Linked DNA regions of Oryctolagus cuniculus: region 1 is linked to region 2. Evidence: chromatin contacts called from public Hi-C data. All regions are on one chromosome and are shown on one strand. The core of a region is the stretch at or near the end of the contact, and the rest is flanking DNA. Distances in the headings are between cores, read along the strand shown. Region 1 overlaps ZBTB20 (zinc finger and BTB domain containing 20). Region 2 overlaps ZBTB20 (zinc finger and BTB domain containing 20).

Evidence for each region. A called contact is a pair of places that touch in the nucleus more often than the background predicts.
Region 1: a contact with region 2 is called in a Hi-C map of skin fibroblasts, with 1.9 times the contacts expected there. The contact joins two enhancer-like sites. A contact is called at or near these places in 4 of 6 Hi-C or Micro-C datasets (ear pinna, psoas muscle, skin fibroblasts and 1 more).

What each region holds. Positions count from the first base shown.
Region 1 is chr4:70,455,054-70,457,885 of mOryCun1.1, forward strand. All of the region lies in intron 6 of ZBTB20 (zinc finger and BTB domain containing 20), which reads right to left. Among named protein-coding and RNA genes, the nearest start is that of TIGIT, 210 kb to the left of the region's middle. Within about 2 kb of position 1,353, at least 1 of the 8 cell types and tissues checked has an H3K27ac peak or open chromatin away from gene starts, as enhancers often do.
Region 2 is chr4:70,416,048-70,418,747 of mOryCun1.1, forward strand. The region is part of intron 8 of ZBTB20 (zinc finger and BTB domain containing 20); the gene reads right to left. Among named protein-coding and RNA genes, the nearest start is that of TIGIT, 170 kb to the left of the region's middle. Within about 2 kb of position 1,429, at least 5 of the 8 cell types and tissues checked have an H3K27ac peak or open chromatin away from gene starts, as enhancers often do.

The DNA.
Region 1 (2,832 bases), core at 103-2,602, 39 kb after region 2:
GACTTTTTAACAACTGTGTAATTGTGAGTTCTAGCCTTAAAGAAACTTTCTTGGCTTGGGTTTCTTTTACCCTCCCCCTCAGATACTTAATAATCATAGCATATGCCAAGAAACTAATGATGCAAACCAGAGGATTGCACATGAACTTGAATCTTTTTCTCATTGTATAGTCTGTGTAGTGACCAAGATAGGACTAAAAAAAAAAAATCAGTGATAGAAAATAGCAATATGATCAAAGTTTGCCTAAGCTGGGGAGACTCACAAACCCACTTCCTATTCTTCATAAAGGTATACAAAGAGTCCCAGTACAGGACCTGAAGCATCCAGGCTTATCTATCAGCTAACTGCAAAAAGAAGAAGGATCAACCTTCATCAGCAAACATCCAGGTCATTTCTTGGCCTGAGCCCACTGCTGTGTCAGCTGCCTGCCTCACAGTTCTTTAGGTGATATCTGATATTACTTAAAGGTGCTTCTAATACCTTTTGAGTTTCAATACATAAACTTAAGCCCAACTAAAGAGTTCTCCAAGTCATGACAGCTTTATGAATATCACTCATCTGAGAACTGAGATCGATTTTTCTTCCGACCTGAAAGAGTTCTTCTTCAGCCTACTGAGTAATGCAAATCCATTCAAATATGGTGTTGTACCCCTTGTCACTTGTGGCCATACATTCACGTAGGGATGTCTTACACACAATAGGCACTCAATAAACATTTGCTTTCCAGAATGGAACTGGCCTCGTTGTAAGGAAAAATGGAGTACACAATAGTGTACTAAATGAACTTGGATGAGGACTAATAGATCTTGAGTGTATTAAAAAAAATCAAGCAGTGAAAACAACCGGGTTTTGATACAGTTTCCCAAGGGAAGTTTCATTACTCAGGGCATTTTAAACCAGAATAGACAAAACACTAGTGGGGTATGTTGAAATAAAATATGCGTAGTCCGTCTGTGAATTAGTGTTTACTTTCAATATAATTATAAGTGAAGCAACACTGTAATGGGAATTTTTCATACACAGGAAAGCTATGGCTACTATGTTTCCCCATCGACCATATGTTGCACATATTGGTTGGTGTGGATGTGTATCCCTACTGCCCTCTAGTGGATGAAATGTAAGACCTACCTGATCAGACAGATCTAACACGCTACTAGGATTTGGGGGTAATATCAATTCTTAATCATTTGGGGTAGGAAGAAAATAGCTGTGTTGATGCATTTTCCATCAAATTATAAAATTGAAGGGCATTAAAAACAACAGAGTCAAACTCTGTAATTAAGACTGCCATTTAATGTTTGTTCGCACACGGTATTCATTTCTGTGTATCCCTGCCAAAGATCCATTGTGTAATGTTGTCCTCACATGACATTAAAAACACCAGTTCCCTGGAAAATGTAAAAAAGAAACTGTGCTGCCTTGAAATACATGGAGTTTACTTTTGGAAACAGAAAATTAATACAAACACAGTGAGATAATTTGGAACACAAATAATGGCTAAAAGAAACTTGAAAATCAAGACTGTTTCTTAAATCTAAGCAAGCATATTAGCAATCAAGGGGTGGCTGGCTGTGCCGAGAGGAGAGCAGGCAAAATGGGCTTCAGAACAGAGAGCTGATATGAGGAAGGACTGACTGAACATAATCTTACCTACATTCGTGGGCCAGGAAAATGAGTCTACATACACATTTGGTACTGTGGGCATACATTTAATGCTATCATATTTAGGCTGCTTTTCAGGTACAGAATCCAGATGTTCCACTCCCAATGAAGAAAGATATGGATCTGCATAGTGCTTTAGCATTTTGTTATTAAGACCCAGGATGAAACTGAAGGCAGTTCTCTTTGTATAATTGCAATTATTTTAAAGGACTTTGACTTTAATCACCAAATCTTATTCTCACACTTAGCATGTAAAATAATTCTCCTAAAATACAGAGAGGAAAAAAAAATTGTACAATCTCTGTTGTCCAAACAGCTGACATACCAGGTAGAATAAATGCAATCTGAAGGAGAAGAAACAGCCTATGCATGCTGAATGCAGCTGGCCAAAGGCCCTTACTATCAGTGTGGGAGAGGACATCCACTAATTCTTTAAATATCACAAATTATTAGAAGATGGTCTTATATATGTGAGTAGGTATGCATTTGAGGGGTTCTATGCTGGCATGACACAGACTATCCCTCTGAGTGACAGCTTTTATGGTGCATAAGCAGTGATGGTTTAGGAATCCAAGGTAGACTCCAGAAGTCTACTTAAAAAAAAAAAAGCAACAGATCTACCCAGTAAAAGGCACAAAACAACATGAAATCTCTCATTACCTGAGTGATCTAGATGAAAATCTGACCCAATAAGCATCCTGGAAATTTGTTTTCATCTCAACCAGATTTACTGTACAGTAATTAGCATCTCTACAGACAGCTGACTGGAAACCCCAGGAGAGTTGAGGGTGAGCAGTATAGGCCACAAGGAGGAAATACAGCCAATTTCCTACTTAGCACCACGGACAGAGCTGACAGCAGAAAGAATCATCCTTGGAGTTATCCTTGGTGTTAAGGAAATACAAAGAGATCAGTGTTGCATTCTACAGATGCTTCTTATCCCCATTACGACTGGCAGTCGGGTTGGAATTGTGTTCTGCTGCTTCCCCACAGGGCAGCCATTGGAGCTGAACAGGACTGGCTCTGAATGAAAAGGTGTCTTGCCCACCTGTGCACACGGAGGAAGGAAAGGTAGTCACAGAAGAATGGTGTATTCTTGACCTTTCTCTGTCATTTCTCTGGTTTTTGAAAAACCACAGCACTTTGAGGAATAACACCCTGCCTTTCGTA
Region 2 (2,700 bases), core at 179-2,678:
AAAATGTATTGCTGATGCTTATAGTTTGGTACTAGGCTAGTTTTATTGCTAAAAAGATTTTTATTTATTTGAAAGGCAGACTGAGAGAGAGCGCGAGAGAGAGACAGAGAGACAGAGACAGAGACAATAATAGTAAGTGTGATCTTCGATTTGCCAATTTACTCCCCAAATGCCATGTCACAGTCAGAAGCCAGAACTCATCCAGGTCTCCTACATGGTTGGCAGGAACCCCAGTACTTGGGTCATCATCTATTGCCTACTAGGTACAATCCAGTAAGCTGGATTGCAAGTATGGAGCCGTTGGGACTTGAACCAGGCGCTCTGGTATGGTATGTAGGCTCCTCAAATGTCCCAAATAGCAGTTTCACCTCCCGTTCCACAAGACTCACCTTTAGGCTAGTGTTAGATGAGTGCTTTATCAAAGTCGTCAAGCTATTTTTCAAATATGAGCACGTGGCCAAACCACCAGTCTTTTAATACTGCAAAAATGATATTGCTCTCCATGTCACCGTCAGTCACTGCTTCTTTCCTGGACGTGTTCCTGCTTTGCTCCTGACATCTTGCACCACTCTTCCCTGTTTGTTGTCTCAGGGATCACTTTTGGAGACCATTCATAGCACAGAGGTATTGGTGCTGCCTCTAACAGGAGATCATCACCCCCTCATCTGCCTGTTAACCCTTTACTTTTTCATCCACCGGGCAGCTTCCTAATTGCACAGGTAACAGGGAGCCACACACTGTCTTTAGAAGCAATTCAGTTCCCGCCTCACCTTCCCTAACAGTTCTTGTGGATTCCTCTTTCTGGAGCTGAGAAACACTCAGACATGGCCGCAGTCTAAGTGGGACGCGCACAGGTGCTGCTACTTGACCCCGTTGTTGCAGGGCATAGTTTATTGAGGAGGAACGAGTAAGCTTTGTTGTGATGAAGTGCAAATTCCTTCTTTGGTTGTATAGAAAGAATTCTATAAACATGGCCAACGGGAGGGCCGAGCTCGCCGAGCCTCTGTGGCTCTGCATTATTCCCTGGAACCTTTAGAGGGCAGCAGAACACTGGCTGACTCCAGGCCGCCTTCCAGAGAGGCCAGCTCCCGACCAGACCAGAACCTTCCTCCTGGTCACCATGCCAAAGGTTGGTTTGCCAAGCTCTGGCCTCTCAGTCTCTTTCTTTTCACAGTGCTCGCTCGCTCTCCTCTCCTCCCCCTTCTCTCTCTCTCTCTTTCTCTCTCTTTTCTCTTTTTTTGCTGTTAAAATTATACACTCTGATGAAGTCGCCCCTCAACCGGAAAATGAAAGCCCCAATGAAAAAGTTAGACCAGCCAACAACAACAAAGAGAGAAACCAGGGAAAAGGGGAAAGGGGGCTGGTGAGGGGGACGGACTTAAGAACAAGAAAAGGGCAGATGTTTCGTAAATATATGCAAAGCAAACTGGGTGTACCCTGAACACTTCCAGAGAGGAACAGACCAATCATTGTGCACTTCCTCCCGCCACACGGGTGCAGCTCCGCATTCAAAAAAAAAAAAAAAAAAAAAAAGTGTGGCCTCAGGCAGCCGCCTTTCAACGGTCAGTGCTGACATTCTGACTGAACATCTCCCAATTGTCCAAAGAGAACAAAAACATTTTCATCTCCTCACTGCAAACATTTCTGTTATGAGAAAAAAAGGCTGCTTCAGGAACCAGGAAGGCTTTCTGAGGTGACTGGCGGCTGAGTTAGCCAGCAGAACCTTCTGATTTTTTAACTCTCATGGCGCTGGCCCTGGCAACAAGTGTTGGGCTGAAATCTAGCAGTTGAGTACGGCTCTGGAGGATACTGGCTCTTTGCTATCGAGAGCAGAGCGCACTGTAGGTGGAAAGAACTATGCATTCAGACATACCGATGAGATGGTAGGTATTAGACATGCAATTAACCAGATTGGGTGCGTCTGATGTATAGAGTCTGCACTCCTTGGTACATACTGCACATGCATAGTGAGGGCAATGCTTCCTCTGACATATGGAAAAATAAATATTTAAGCTGTGTGAGTTCTTAGCAGTCTCAGAGGTCTGCTGGGAGGAGAGGGCTGTCTTCTGTTGCTCTCTCCCAATTTTATCTCCTCACTGGGTTCCCACCCTGCTCATTAACACGGCTTCCACTTAGAATCCCAGTTAGATAGGAAAGAATTAGTCAGAAGCCCCTTTTGATAAATAATTATGCTGTCATTGGATCATGATCACTGAGAGCAGCGATGCCTCTTCCCATCTTTTTGGAGGGCTGTTTCTTCCCCCATCTCCCCCAACAACACATGCAAAAGGCTCAGGAGAAGGTCTGAGCAGAGGACCGAGGGGAGTGGTACCAGAACGGATCTCCAACTAGCTGGTAGCTGTGTGACCTAGGCAGATTGCTCAGCATCTCTGAGCCTCACCTTCCTCTTCTTTAAAATAGGGATTATAATATCCACCTCCCAGGGCTGATGCGAGGGATCAATGAGGCGAGCCTAAAGTGCCTAGTGTGGAGCTGCCATAGAGGAAGTGGTACCTCCTTTCAATTTAGCATGTGTTCTGCCGTTTTCATTGTGTTAGCCACAGTGAGACATTTGCTTTATTTCCGTAGCCTTTCCTAATACCTAGATTTAGGGCAGGGGCACATGGATGGTTGCTACAGCACAAGAAGAAAGATGTTAGGCTAAGCAATCTGGTCTTCAACGTTTCTGATCTCACTGTA